Regions from separate parts of the Rattus norvegicus genome. Here region 1 is linked to region 2. A link is a contact called in public Hi-C data. All regions are on one chromosome and are shown on one strand. Each heading gives the region's core, a stretch centred on a gene start, on an enhancer-like site or on the middle of the called end of the contact. The rest is flanking DNA. Distances are from core to core; before and after follow the strand shown.

Region 1 (6,965 bases), core at 2,932-5,431, 340 kb after region 2:
TAGGCTTGAAGACCAGGCAGAAAGGTTGGAATGTTGTAACAGAGGAAAATATAAGGAGGCACATCGGAATGAACGTTTGCAGGTAAGCATGTGTGGACGGACGGATGTACCGTGGGACACACACTGACATACACAGTTTCCACGATGAGATGTGTCCTACGCTTGGCTGTGTTTGTGTTCGAGGGTGCGTATGTGGTTTTATTCTGGGAGGGGCATTGCAAAGGCTGATATGAGGGGGCGGGGAGATGAGCCAGACTGGGTTGCATGATGTGCAACTCGCAAAGAATCAATAAAAAGTTTAAAAACTTAGAAGGAGGTAGAACAATGTCAAGGAGTTTGAGCTACTATGAAAGAAACAAATCTAAAAAAGGAAAATAACAATGACGCCACATAAGTCACCATCATGCCTGGGATTTCCCAAAGGCCAAGGGAGCAAATCACCACCAATTCCAGGAATCCTTTAAAAGGGTTGATGCCGATGTGTGATGGAGGCATAATTTACCTTTGGAAGTAATGAAACACATGTAGTGGTTTTTGACATTTTATCAAACCATTTATAGTATCAGCACCACTTTGGGTGGGGGGGGGGCAGAATTCAACAATAAAGAATCGAGTACTGATTGTATAACTCCGTAGAGATCTTCTGTTTTGTTTCGTTTTCATCACTAAGAACTGATTTCAAACCATGTGTGGTAGCTCATGCCTTGAATCCTAGCACTGGGGAGGCTGAGAAAGACTGATCTTTGCTCTTCATAGGAAGTACTAGGCCAGTCGGGGTTCCAGAGAGAGTTCCTGTCTCAGTAAGTAAAAGACATAATTAAACAACAAAGGACAAAACAGAGAGTGATGTTTAGAACAGAGGCCATCTGATATCTGAAAAGAGGGAATTGCGAGTACGTACGAATTTAACTGACGAAATATCAACCTGCATTAGTTACGTTTTTAAGTGGCTGTGACAACATGCCTAACTGAAACAACGGGAGGAAGAAGGATTTATTGTGGCTCAGAGTTTGAGTGTGTGATCTGTCTCTCATGTTGGGGACAGCATGGGGACAGCGTGGGGACAGCATGGTGGCACTGACCATACTGCATCTAGTCAAGAGCTAAATAAAAGGCAGCTCATGTTGACACTCTGCTTGCGTTCTCTTTTCTATTCAGGTCGAGACAGCCTGTGCACTGATGCCACCAACACAAAAGGGGGACTTCCCACTTCAATGAGCACAAGTTAGAGACTTCCTCACAGGCACAGCCAGGCTTTTCTTCTCGGTCCTGTCATGTTGACACAAGCTGCCACACAGCTCATCTCATGATGCCTACCTAGGCTTGAGTGTTATCCTAAACGTGAACTCTATACCTTGGCAAACAGGAGGTGATCATTTGAACAGTTCTAGATTCGATCCTAGATTCCCCATATGACCTTAAACAACTTGACTCATGCTAATTACAGACATTTTGATGTTTCAGGGAAATTAATACTTAGATGTCTCAGGATCTTTCCTTTAAAAAAAAAACACCTGAAGATTCCAAAAGCTTTGTTTAGCTTTACAATAGGGTCTCGCTACGAAGCCAGGCTGGAGTAAAGTTCAAAATCCTCCTGTGGGGTTGGGGATTTAGCTCAGTGGTAGAGCGCTTGCCCAGCAAGCGCAAGGCCCTGGGTTCGGTCCTCAGCTCCGAAAAAACAAAACAAAACAAAACAAAACAACAAAAAAAAACAACAACAAAATCCTCCTGTGTTTATCTCCAGAGTTCTGGTTTAACTGGTGTGTGTGACACCGCACCCAGAGAACTTTATGTGCATTATTCCATATGGCTGCCATTTTGCCAAGAACACTGTGGGTCTTAATGTCACAAAGCATTCTTCTCTCTTGAGATTGTTTTCAGTGTGGATCCTGTAGTCTCACCCTAGGTCTTCTTCCACACGGGAAGTACTCACACTGCAGGGTAGAACTGGTTGCTTGCACACCTGTCTCTCTGGAAGGGAATTCTTAAAGCCACAGAACTACATCCATGCAGTTAACTGGAGAGACTCTGTTTAGGCTCTGATGCTGGGTTACCTGCACAGGGAGTCTGGCTTTGCCTCCAATGGACTGTGCCCTGAGACAGGACTTTGATCAGTGTGAACTCACCGTTTGTTCATCCACTTTATGGATATAATAAGAATACACCATTTTTCAGTCCCAAAGACTCACCTCTGAAGCACCCAAACAAGGGAGCACACTGAAGCATATATAGAGAGCTAGAAAAATAGTCTAACTGTACTAAGGTTCGAGAGTACCAAAGGAAAAAGTTCGAGCCCATGGTGCGTAGCACCAAGCCTGATGACCTCAGTTAGACCCCTGGGACAACGTAGCAGGAGACAGCTGACACCAAGTTGTCCTCCTGCCTGGACACTAACATACTTAGTGGGTGAGCATACACTCAAGGGTACACACATACCATAATAAATGAGTTTGTTTTTTGTTGGTGTTTTTTTTGTTTTGTTTTGTTTTGTTTTTGTTCTGTTTTAGGATTTTGGTAAACGGCTTCATGCATTGGTTAATGTTCCTGAGGACAACTAATAGGATTACAGGCACTTTGAAGTTTCAAGGAAATTAATATTTAGATGTCCTAGGACCTTTCCTTTTTTTTAGAAAACAAACAAAAACAAAAAACCAAAAGAAGCCTGAAGATTCCCAAAGCTTTGTTTAGCTTTAAGATAGTGTCTCCCTATGTAGGCAGGCCACACTAGAATTCAAAATCCTCTGGTATTTATCTGAAGAGTTCTGGCTTAACTACTGGTGTGTGACACACCACACTCCTCTTTCCCCCAGAGAACTTTGTGTGCATTCCAGATACTGATAGTTATCTTGTTGGAAATTAACAGTGACTTTTTTTTTTTTTTGCTATAGAGCCTTAAGTATTCCATGCTGTCCTGGAACCTATGTCTATGAACCTAAATTACTTATCCTTGTGCCTCCAGCTCTGTAGGGCTGCAACTCCAGCAAGTGAGGCCATTCGTGGGTTATGTGATGCCACGGTTTGAACCTGGGGGCTTCATGCATCTTAGGCAGGCGCTCTTTACCAAGTGAGCTGCATCCAAAAACCTCAGAGTAGTTATTCTTTCCCTAAAATAAGAATAGCACGCAGCCTTTTATATGCACATATTACTTTTTACCAAGTTCTTCCATGCCCGATTTCACAACAGATAACCAGATTCTCCTGTCTGTCTGTTTTTATTTCCAATGTTGCCCTATCCTACGATGTGTAATGTGTCTGAAAGACTCCAGTGTAGGCTTGTGGGAGAATGGGAATGTAAAACGTAGACAGCGCCTTAGTATTATAGACAGATTAACCTTCCACCATAAAGGGTATGTGGAAGGCCAGACCACACTTGGAGCATAGCTGTCTTATTTGTAGATCTCTGCGTTGTGGCACATACCCAAAGACTTAAAATTCAATACCTGCCTGGGCTTCACAGTGTGGTCCTGCTTAACAAAACAAAACCCCAAAGCACCAAAGACAAAAGGTTTAACAGAACAGGTGATTCGAAGTCAACTGAAAAATAGCTGCAAGATTTCATAAGCTTAAGGGTTGGTTAACTTTTTTCAGGAAGATGAAAAATTGACGCGCTGATCATTTCCATTACAAAGCTGTAAGAATACGCAAAATAGTTCTTTGCTTCCATTCAAATGAGCTAACGCAGAAACGAAGGGTTGCATATCAAGTAAACATGATGTGGAACACCCTGAAAGTTGTAGAGACACCGCTGCAGTGGTCACAAGGAAAGAGCTGTGGTTCTTAGCCAGGGTGGGAAAATGGTTTCAGAGAGGAGGGAGAAAGGAGTGCGGGGATTAGGCCTGGATGCGGATGGGAATCCCAGCCAGGCAACTGCAAGCCTAATACTAGGCTTCTGTCCCTAACCCAAGGGCAAGGAGAGCCAGAGGCGGGACGTAAGCGTCGCTGCAGTGAGATTGGGATTCCACCCTAGCTGGGAGGGAAGAAGAGGTGGGGAGCAGAAGACCGCCTCTGGCGGGAAGCCTAAGGAGCCGGGGAAGAAAGACGGCTCTGTTACCAGGCAACAAGGCCCAGGCCCGCCTCCCGCTCCCGTTGCTAAGCAACGCCGAGGCCAGGGGGAGGGCGGCGGAGCAGCCCTACGTGCTGACGCTAATTGTATATGAGCGCGAGCCGCGGGCTCTCGGGTCTTTTTTAGCGCCATCTGCTCGCGGCGCCGCCTCCCGCTCCTCCCGCCGCCGCCGCCGCCGCCGCCGCCGCCGCCGCCGCCGCCGCCCTGAGTCACTGCCTGCGCAGCTCCGGCCGCTCGGCTCCGCGTCCGAGCCTCCTGGAACGGTAACGGCTGGGACTGGGATGGCCGGGGAGCGGGGCCTGCGAGGTGTTGGGCTGAGGCCGTGGGTAAGCGCTCCCGAGGGGCAGTGCGGCCTGAGGGACCCGGAGGAGCGCCGGCGGCTGCGGGGCGCGCGGGACGGCGAGGCCGCGGGAGAGCGGAGGAGGAGGCCACGCCGCGGGGCGCCCCGGCCTCCTCGGCCTCGGTGTACCCCACCACGAGGGGATCCCGGCGAGGCAGGCCGCGGGGATGGGGGACATGGAAGGAACGGTGGCCGCGAGTTCCGCCCGCAGGGAGGGGCTGCGCAGGCCGCGGCCTCCGCGCGGAGGAGCTCGGGCACGTGGGGACCACGCCACAGGCGGCCGGAGACCCCTGCGGGGGCCCACCCGACCTCCCTTGGAGTTGGAGGAGGGGTCGCCAGGAGTACCAGCCCCCCAGACGGTCTCACTGGCTCCCTCGGTCTTCCTGGAGGAAAATGTGCTAGCGGATGGGAGGATGGAGGGACGAGCAGCCTCCACCGCCAGGGTTCTAAGGGGTTAACACGTGCAAAGCGTTCAGCTTAGCTATTTTTTTTTTTTAACAAAAGAATTGTTTTGTGTCTCACAGGTACAGTTAGAACTTCGATGGGTCCCGCGGCCGGGGTATATTTGTGGAAAGATTTGATCCTAGTCTCCTTAAACCTCCAGATGGTTCTGAGACGAAAATGAGAAGGGCTGGCTTGTTGGGGGGGGGGTGGTTTATTAGACCAACAGCGTAGTTCTTCCTTTCAGGAAGCCCCCAGGATTCAAACTAGGAATGGAGTGGAAGGGCCGCGAGACCAAGCTCAGTGCGCCACATTTCTATAAAGCTCTCTGGAGTGGCTTTGAAGAGAGGGTGGAGACGGGTCCTGTCTGGAGGGCAGGACTTCTCAGATTCAAAGGATGCCTCAGGCACCCAGGCTGTCTCCTGACTCCCAACACTTCTAATTTCAGGAGAGCCAACATAAAGTTTGCTAATTTTGAAAGTAGATGCCATCAAAACATCTTTTCAAACTTAATATCCAAAGAATACTTTGAGTTAGGGGAGTACCTAAAATTTAATTTATTTTAAAACTACAAGTAAGCGTGGGGGGGTGTTAGTGGTCTTGGGGAATTCTTATTTCTCAAACTTGTTTTCTGTTGAAGCATACATCCCAGATCTAAACTGTACGACTACTTTAATTCTAAGTCTGGATTGGAGGGATTTAATTTAGCATTAGTAAGGACTTAGACATCTGTCATAAAATCTTGACTTAATACATGTTCTTTTCAAGTCAGCGTTTAGATTATTAAATAGAAGTTAAAGACCCGTGACATCAGCAAGAAAAGTTTTGTTAGACTTATCTGTTGCAAAAAATCTGTTCTTTTTTTGTTTTTATCTTTGGCCCTATAATTGACAATACTTTAATACTGATTGTGGCACCTCACTTGTCCTTTCATCAGATTAAAAATAACACTCTTGGCAAAGCCAATGTGTCTAAAATTCTATAGTTTATCTCCTTATTTCCTTGCTTGTGTTGGCTTCAGGTGACCTAAACCAATAAATACTGGAAAGGGACTAAAAAAGAATTTGATGATGTCAAAATACATTGCTTATTTTGTTCAGTTAAAGTTCTCAAAGGATTAAAGAATCTTATTTTATAGGAATACGTGTGATCATTCTAAAACTAAGCCTTTTCTGATCTGTATCTCATACCATGAGCAGATAAGTGATTTGTCTGGGTATGAAGTGTTAACCTGTGAGGATTGGGAGGAAAGTTGGAAAAGGGTAAGGTAATTATGGTTTGCTTTACAGAAAAACTGTTGAATTGGTTAAATTCAATTCAACCTAGTTTAATTCAAGTAGCAAGTTTTTGTACGTGCTAGAGGTAAGGTCATGGGAGTGGCTGCCTTACACATCCTTTGAGACCACTGGACCATGTTACTGGGTTGACAGGAAGGAACCACTACATCTTGGGTTAGCAAGATTGGTAACCTCATTGGTAAACCTGTACAATTTGGACTTTTTTATATTCCAAAGTTTCACATTGTTATTTGTTTTTAAAGTGGAAAAGGAGCTGTAGCTTATTAATATTGCAGGGGCTGGAGAGCTGGCTTAAGAGCACTCACTGACGGTTCTTCCAGAGGACTTGGGTTCAATTCCCAGCACCCACATGGCAGCTCACAATTGAAACTCTGGTCCTAGGGCATCCAACACCCACATGGTATACAGACACAAATGTAAGCAAAACAAAGTTACAAAACAATTTTTTTAAGGATGATACTACAGGGGAACAGATTACTGAGGCTTTATGACAGGTTTTCTAATGTAGCTCTACTGTCCTGAAACTGTGTACAGACAAGACTGCCCTTGAATTCAGAGATTCTCCTGGCTCTGAAGTGCTGAGATTAAAGGCATGGCATTATTTAAATTCCACATGGATCATTTATTCAATGCTGTCAGATAGCATTAACTTTTCTTTCTTTTTGAAGTTGTCTCAGGGGTTGGGGATTTAGCTCAGTGGTAGAGCGCTTGCCTAGGAAGCGCGAGGCCCTGGGTTCGGTCCCCAGCTCCGAAAAAAAAGAAAAGAAAAAAAAAAAGGTTTGAAGTTGTCTCACTGTATAGAGCTTAGGTAGTAGTATTAACA
Region 2 (7,005 bases), core at 2,362-4,861:
TTACAAGGTTCTGTCATGTTTGGTTATGGAGGATATTTATTCTACTCAGCAGTGATATGTCAGAACCATTAATTATTCATGACAAATATTAGCATTGAGATATAGAAGTGTTTGAGAAAGCTACATTTGTTTTCCAACAGCCTCTTTACTTTCAATTACTTGCATTCAATTTAAAAGAAGGTTTCATTTTCAGTTATGTGTTTGTGAGTACAGGTACCCATGGAGTCCAGACATGGGTATCGGATCTCCTGGAGTTGGCTGTAGCCAATTGTGAGCTATCCAGTATGGGTGCTGGGAACTGGATTCTGGTTCTCTGGAAGAGCAGTAAGAGCTCTTAATCACTAATTCGCATCTCTAGCATTTAATTAAAAAAAACATTGTATTTGCACATATGTGTATGTGTGTATGTGTTGGTATAAGACAAGTTGGAGTTGACTCTCCTCTTGTAGGTCCCAGTCATCAAACTCAGGTCTTTAGCCTAGACACTGTGTAACTGAACTCTTGAGAGCCTCCTAGACCACCTCCCAAACTTTTTAAAGTGAGGCTAAGAAGCTACAACTAGTCTGTCAGGAATCTGCATAATCTGTATACTGACAGCTTGTTTCTCAGGGGAGCATCATCTACTGGGGGAGAAAAGATACCACTCCGTAATCAGTATGTAGTCCAAAGCCTCGCTCTTATCACAACTGGCAATGCAGAGTAATTTATCTAAACACACATCTAATTAACTACGTCTCTAATGTAGGTCTCCTTATTTCTCATACCCCATTTTCCAGTGCACAAATGGTCAGATTTTCAAAGGCCAATTGAAGAAATTGGGGCTGAGGCAGAAGAGAATTATGCAAGGCAATTTGCCTCCTTTGTTGCAATCTTTGGTTTTAATTCTCAGGGTAAAAGCAAAGGAAACAGCCACGCAGCCAAGAAGATATATTTTTCTTGTTATCTAGTATTTTAGAAACATTGTTTAAATATATTTGACTGCAAGTCACAGTAAGAAATACAATTTAAATAACAACAGGGGACACATTTTTACCCTGATTATTTATTTTTAAATACAGGGTCTCTCTTTAGGAGTCTCTGTAGTCCTGGAACTTGCTCTGTAGAAAGAACAGTCTGGCTCTGGATTCTACAGAGATGGGCTACTATGGCCGGCTAGTCACAAAGTAACTTTTTTTTTTGGTTCTTTTTTTTTTTCCGGAGCTGGGGACCGAACCCAGGGCCTTGCGCTTCCTAGGTAAGCGCTCTACCACTGAGCTAAATCCCCAGCCCCACAAAGTAACTTTTAAAAAAGATTTTACGTGTATGGGAGTTTTGCGTGCACGTGCATGCCCTGTGCCTGAGGTGGTCAGAAGGGGTGGGACTCCCTGGAACCACCAGCTACCGAGTGGGTGCTAGGAAGAGAAACAAGGATTTGCAAGAACAACAAGTACTCTTAACTGATGAGCTCATCTCTCCAGCCTCCCACAAACTAATTTTTGCTTGGTTTAGATGTTACGCATTCTTATCTTTTAGATTGTAGTCCATTAAAACTGAATTCATTAAAAAACGAAACTGGCTTTTGTTAGTCAGGATAAAAAGAACGTTGCTTCAGGTAAGTGACAAGTTTCGATCAGCTGCTAAACTGGAATGTTACCATCATCACATAACAGTAAGTTTCCTGCCTTGCACAGCCTCAGCACTGAGGAAGTAGAGTCAGGCAGCTGTCTGTGAGTTTGAGGCCAGCCTGGTCTACAAAGCAAGTTTCAAGACATCTAGGGTTACACAGAGAAACCCTGTTTCGAAAAACCAAAACAAGGAAGAAAACCAACTGAACCACAAAACAGTAAACTTCCCTTATGCTTATATGAAACACAAATATAATTTCCTCTACACCCGGGCATCAAGCCTTCACAGGACCAGGGGCCTCCCCTCCCATTAATGCCGGATAAGGCCCCTTCAGTTCCTTTAGTCCTTCCCCTAACTCCTCCATTCGGGTCCCTAGGTTTCTTAACAGAAGAACGTTTTGGAATCTTTCCCTCATTGGAACAGTCCTTCATGAGAAAATCTAATTGTTCTTCAAATGTTAACATATCTGCATCAAGATGTGTCTTAAAGATCAGTGGCCTGGCATAATTTAACTGGGCAGTAAGTTGCTCTTTCTGTGGGCAACATAATGGCCACGTCTGCAGTTTTTTTTTAGAGCTGCTATGAAGTACATCAGTAATAGGCAGAATCCTGTGGCCTATTTAAGTATCTGGATGATCCGAATGTCATCTGATTTCCTGTCAAGAAATGTAATGGAAATTGTGTAAAGTTAAAAAAGAAAAAACAAACTCGGTTCCAGAGTAGAAGGATAATCGAATAAGGAATTGAATTTTTATCACACAAAACAGCCTTGTTAGAGGCACTCAGTCCTAGTAGCTTTTCTCTTCTTCTGTATTGTAACTGGCTTTCTTCCAGTGATGAATTCTCCTTTCCTCTCAACAGGATGGGGAGGGGTTCCTGGGGTCGAGGGTTAAAAAAAAAAACACCAAGTGTTGAGGTACTAAACACACACACACACACACACACACACACACACACACACACACACAAAACAAAAACAAAAACCAAAACATCAAAATGAAGAGTTAAACTGGGCTCTATTTTCAAATTGAGAGGTACTATCAAACTGCCACGTTGTTCAAACTGTCACCAACTTCACTGTAAAACCTAATGACTGTAAAAGCTGGCACCGAGGACTCTGAACGTGACTACGAATGTTTAAAAAAAAAAAAAAAACCAACCCAAAAGCCTGCTAGGTTCTTCGCATCCCAGTGTGACTGAAAACCACATTGCAAACCTCCTGTGAGGCCAACAGCAAATTAGACACCACAGTGAGCGTGCCATTGGAAATAGGCAGCAGCTGCTCCAGACTGCTCCTCCAGCCGGAATTGCTACTCGCAGCCTCCTCTAGGCTGTTGGGCTGGAAGTGGACCCGGCCGGAGGTCGGGAGGCGGGTCCTGCCCAGTGAGCGCTTTGCGGCCTCCTCAGGTGATGTAGGCCGGGGTCCCACCTTCCACAAGGCCTCACCTCAGGGGACCCGCGGGCGGGCGGGCGGCTCTCTACCTCAGGGGTTCCTGAGGAGGAACCTCGAGGGCGCGGAGGCGAGGTGACAGCTCGCCAGCACGACGAGCTGCCAGCAGTTTCCTCCGCGCGCCCGCCCAGCAGAAGCTACCCGGGCCCGCTCCCTGCGGCGTCACGTGACGGGAAGGAGGCGTAGCCAGAGCCCTGGGCCGGAGGCGGGGCTGCGAGAGGGGCGGGCTTTGGGATGTGAAGGCTCGTGGCGGCTCGCGGCGCCCAGAAAGGCGGTGTCAGGGTGGATGACAGCATTCTGCTGCGACGCGCTCTCAGCTGGGCGGCGGTGGTAGCGGCAGTGGCAGCGGCAGCCAGCCGGGGCGGCAGCAGCGCTCGACTCGGCCACCGCCGAGAGCGGTAGCGGTAGGGAAGGAAGGGGTTCCGCCCTGGCCCGCGGGCGAAGGGGTCGGAGTTCTCTCGTTGCTCCGGGCCGAGCCCCCACCGCGGCTAGACTGTGCCCTCCATCGGGCTGGCTCGCAGTTACCGCCGTGACTGGGACCGAGAGAAGTTGGGGGGTCCCAGCGGACACTAGGGCCCCGGATTCCGGCGTCACTGTGATCCCGTTGAAGCCTGCTGCCTGCGGGCCGCCTCCTTTGGGGCTCCGCATCGGTGAGTGGCACTCAGTCCGGCGTTGGGGGGCAGCGGAGTCGTGCCTTTGGGGTGACTGTAGTCCCTCAGTCCTACGTTCCGAGCTCGGGCCGTGGGCACTCCTGGGCACCCCGCGCAGCGAGTTCCTCTCCTGCCTTTGTCCCTTTAGAGAGGGAGATTGGCAGGGCTGGCGGGGGTGGCGTGTTTTTGGGGCCCGCGGTAGGTGCGTCTGCAGCGGTACAGTGCCCAGCAGGGACCTGGGATGGGGGCGGGGGCGGCTCGGCGTTCCGGGTCCCGAGAGTCTGCCCCTCCTGAAGTTTGACAGGGCTACGCCGGGGCTCGCCGGAAGCCCCCGCGCAGGGGTTGAAAACCTATCGCTTTGTCGCTCGGGGCGGTTAAGGCAAGGCTTGGGGTTTTCCTGTGACAGACCCTGAAGAGGTTGTGCCGCGCGCAGGCAGACCGCACCCGCCTTTGCAGAGACTGTCGCGGTGTTCCTTAAACCTCAGCTTGGACGGCCTTCTTGCCACACTGGAGAAAAGGCGGTGTCTTCGCTGCACTTTTACGTTTTTGTTTGCTGCTACACTGTGGAGAATGTAATCAGGTTCCAGGGAGTTTCATATGGAGCATGCTTTTGCTTCATTGAGCAACCCACTCAAGACCGGCTGATGCGAAGCAACAGTAGATGCAGATTTTCCATTCACTAAAGTCATTTAACACTTCTTTGTGAGCGACATCTGCGTTGTGAAACATAACCTAATTTCATTTTAACTAAATGCCGTCTGAAATAAGAAGTAACTTGGGTTCCTCTCTAAACAGATGGGAAAACTTATCTGATGATAGCATATCTGCTTTCAATAACTTAATGAAGTTTTTTGCCTTTTTGCTGCTGGAAGACTTAAGTAACAGTAGTATTTAGAATACCTTGGGTATAGCAGGGCTTTCTTAAAAGTAATCTCACTGTAAACAGCCTTACATTAGTGCAGCCCCAAATTAGTGCAACTATAGGTCTTTCAAGATAACCATTTAAAGCTTGTTTTTGCCTCTTGAAGGATTCCAAAGAACAATTGAGGTATAGGTAAACTGCTTGTTACGCTTTTTCTTTCTCTTCCCTTGGGGTTTCATCTAAATTCGAGCATGCTGAGAGACTGGAATCAGTCACTTTGCTTGCTAGAACCTGTTTTGTAGTGAGATTATTAAAATGCTAGTTTTATAAAAACAGGTTGGAGAAGGAAGGGAAAGGCCATGCAATTTAAAATGCACTCTATTAAAAGTCCAACTAATTTCAAACATGTTACTCTTTCTTATGATAGCAAGGATGCAATCTTTCTCTGTAGCAAGAACGACTGCAGTGCGCTTGTTCAAAGTGTTAGCAAAGGGAATAGATGGAATTTAAGACCTTCCTAAAGCTCTTTAATTATGGAGATTAAGTTGTTGCGGTCAAATTCCATGTGAACAGTTTGAGCCACAAAGATCAACAGAGGTGCCTAGAAATGCTTGCTTAATTAAAACTGGACGTGGCTTGCCTCTTGCACTGAGTTGCGATCATTACTGTTGTGATCATGTCTGATTTGTGCAAATGGTCTTTTCATTGAGAATTGTAATTTTTATTTGCTTGCTTTTGTTTTCTCAGATAGGGTTTTGCTGTGTTACCTGCCTAGTGATGGTGTTCATCATGTAGCTAAGACTGGCCTTGGAACTTGGCAGAATACTCCTGCCTCAGCCTCCTGGCTGTCACATGTATTCCACTGTGCCTGGCTTTTGTTACATTTTTGGAGTTGGGAAACATTTCTTGGTTCTTTTTTTTTTTCGGAGCTGGGGACCGAACCCAGGGCCTTGCAGTTGCTAGGCAAGCGCTCTACCACTGAGCTAAATCCCCAACTCCTCAGGAAACATTTCTTAACACATTCATAGGATTTAGATATTTGGTAAAATGGTTTTTGCTTCTGAATTCATTTTTGAATTGAGAGTTAAGAATATACTTTGGAGATAGCTTTGCAGTCCTTTGAAATGACATTTTCTTATAGAATGTGCCATTACACAAAGATCTTTTTTTTTTTTTTTTTTTTGGTTCTTTTTTTTTTGGAGCTGGGGACCGAACCCAGGGCCTTGCGCTTCCTAGGTAAGCGCTCTACCACTGAGCTAAATCCCCAGCCCCAAGATCATTGTTTTTAAAGGACAAATTGCAAGGTTTTAGTTTAACATTGGGTGGTTTTAGTATGTTTCAACCTGGTTGGGTAATTACTAATCCATCAACGATAGATAACTTAGACAAAGAATTGATATTTAGAGGTTTTGTAACCCTACAACAGTACTCATAGTGTCATATTTTGATATTCTTATATCCAAAGTTGTAAACATGAATAACAATAATCTTGGGATGCCAGGCAATCAAAAGTATATGATAAGATCATATCTTATTCTTATAAATGAGCCATAAGAACAGCAAGAGCTTCTGAGATACTGGGTGTGGTGTTTGCTGGTGCTCTTGGGAGGTAGAAGAAGAAGGGTTACCTTGAGTTTACAGCTAGCCTTGAGATCTTCTCTCTCTCTACACAAACACACACACACACACACACACACACACACACACACACCCCACACACACATATCCCTTGTTGGAGAACCGTTGAATGTAGATGTCCAAGTGCAAGGAGATGGTGAGAAGTACTTAATTGCAGCATTGTGGTGAAGTAGGTTTCCTGTGCATGGTGCCCTAGGTAAGTAAGTGAGCTATGTGCAGATTTCCTGGCAGTATATACTAACTGAGGTTTTAGGTTTATCCTTCTACCTTAGTCTGTACTGCATATTCTCATAAAAGCATGCAGTCAGATAGACTCTAGAAGACACAATCATAGGGAGCTTTGTTCTTGAAACATGTTGTGAATCTGACACCTCATAAGGAAGAGGTCCTTCACCTGGAACTTACACTTCTAAGTTTACCTGTGTTATAGTTCTAGGAAACTAATAAGCAAAATGCAGTCAGTGACAACTCTCTAAAATAGCAACCATCCATGCTGTTCATAAGTTACTGTAGTTCTACCCACTGACTGGAGAACAAGTGGAGTGTGTGCTAATGACACTCAAAGTGAGGTGATGAAGGGAAGGAGCCGTGTAATCTGGGAACCTTCTTGAAGAAGGGGATTTTTATGATAGGCTTTGGTGGAGGTCATGTAGTTAAAGGTAACCTGGTATATTCAGAGCGTGTGTAAGACAGAATGAACCAAAATTAGACCTGGTGATACAGGCCTGTACCCCAGCTATTTGGGAGTCTGAGATAAGGGGATCACAAGGTCAAAGCCTACTCGATCTGTAGAGTGACTT

The links. Hi-C and Micro-C count contacts between places; a contact is called where the count stands out from the background.
Region 1: a contact with region 2 is called in a Hi-C map of frontal cortex, with 1.6 times the contacts expected there. The contact joins the promoter of Nap1l1 here to the promoter of Osbpl8 in region 2. A contact is called at or near these places in 2 of 12 Hi-C or Micro-C datasets (frontal cortex and mammary epithelial cells).

What each region holds. Positions count from the first base shown.
Region 1 is chr7:48,815,368-48,822,332 of GRCr8, forward strand. Nap1l1 (nucleosome assembly protein 1-like 1) reads left to right here and starts at 4,182. Exons shown (of 15, transcript NM_053561.2): 1 at 4,182-4,326.
Region 2 is chr7:48,479,648-48,486,652 of GRCr8, forward strand. It overlaps Osbpl8 (oxysterol binding protein-like 8), which reads left to right and starts at 3,612. Exons shown (of 24, transcript NM_001309455.2): 1 at 3,612-3,705.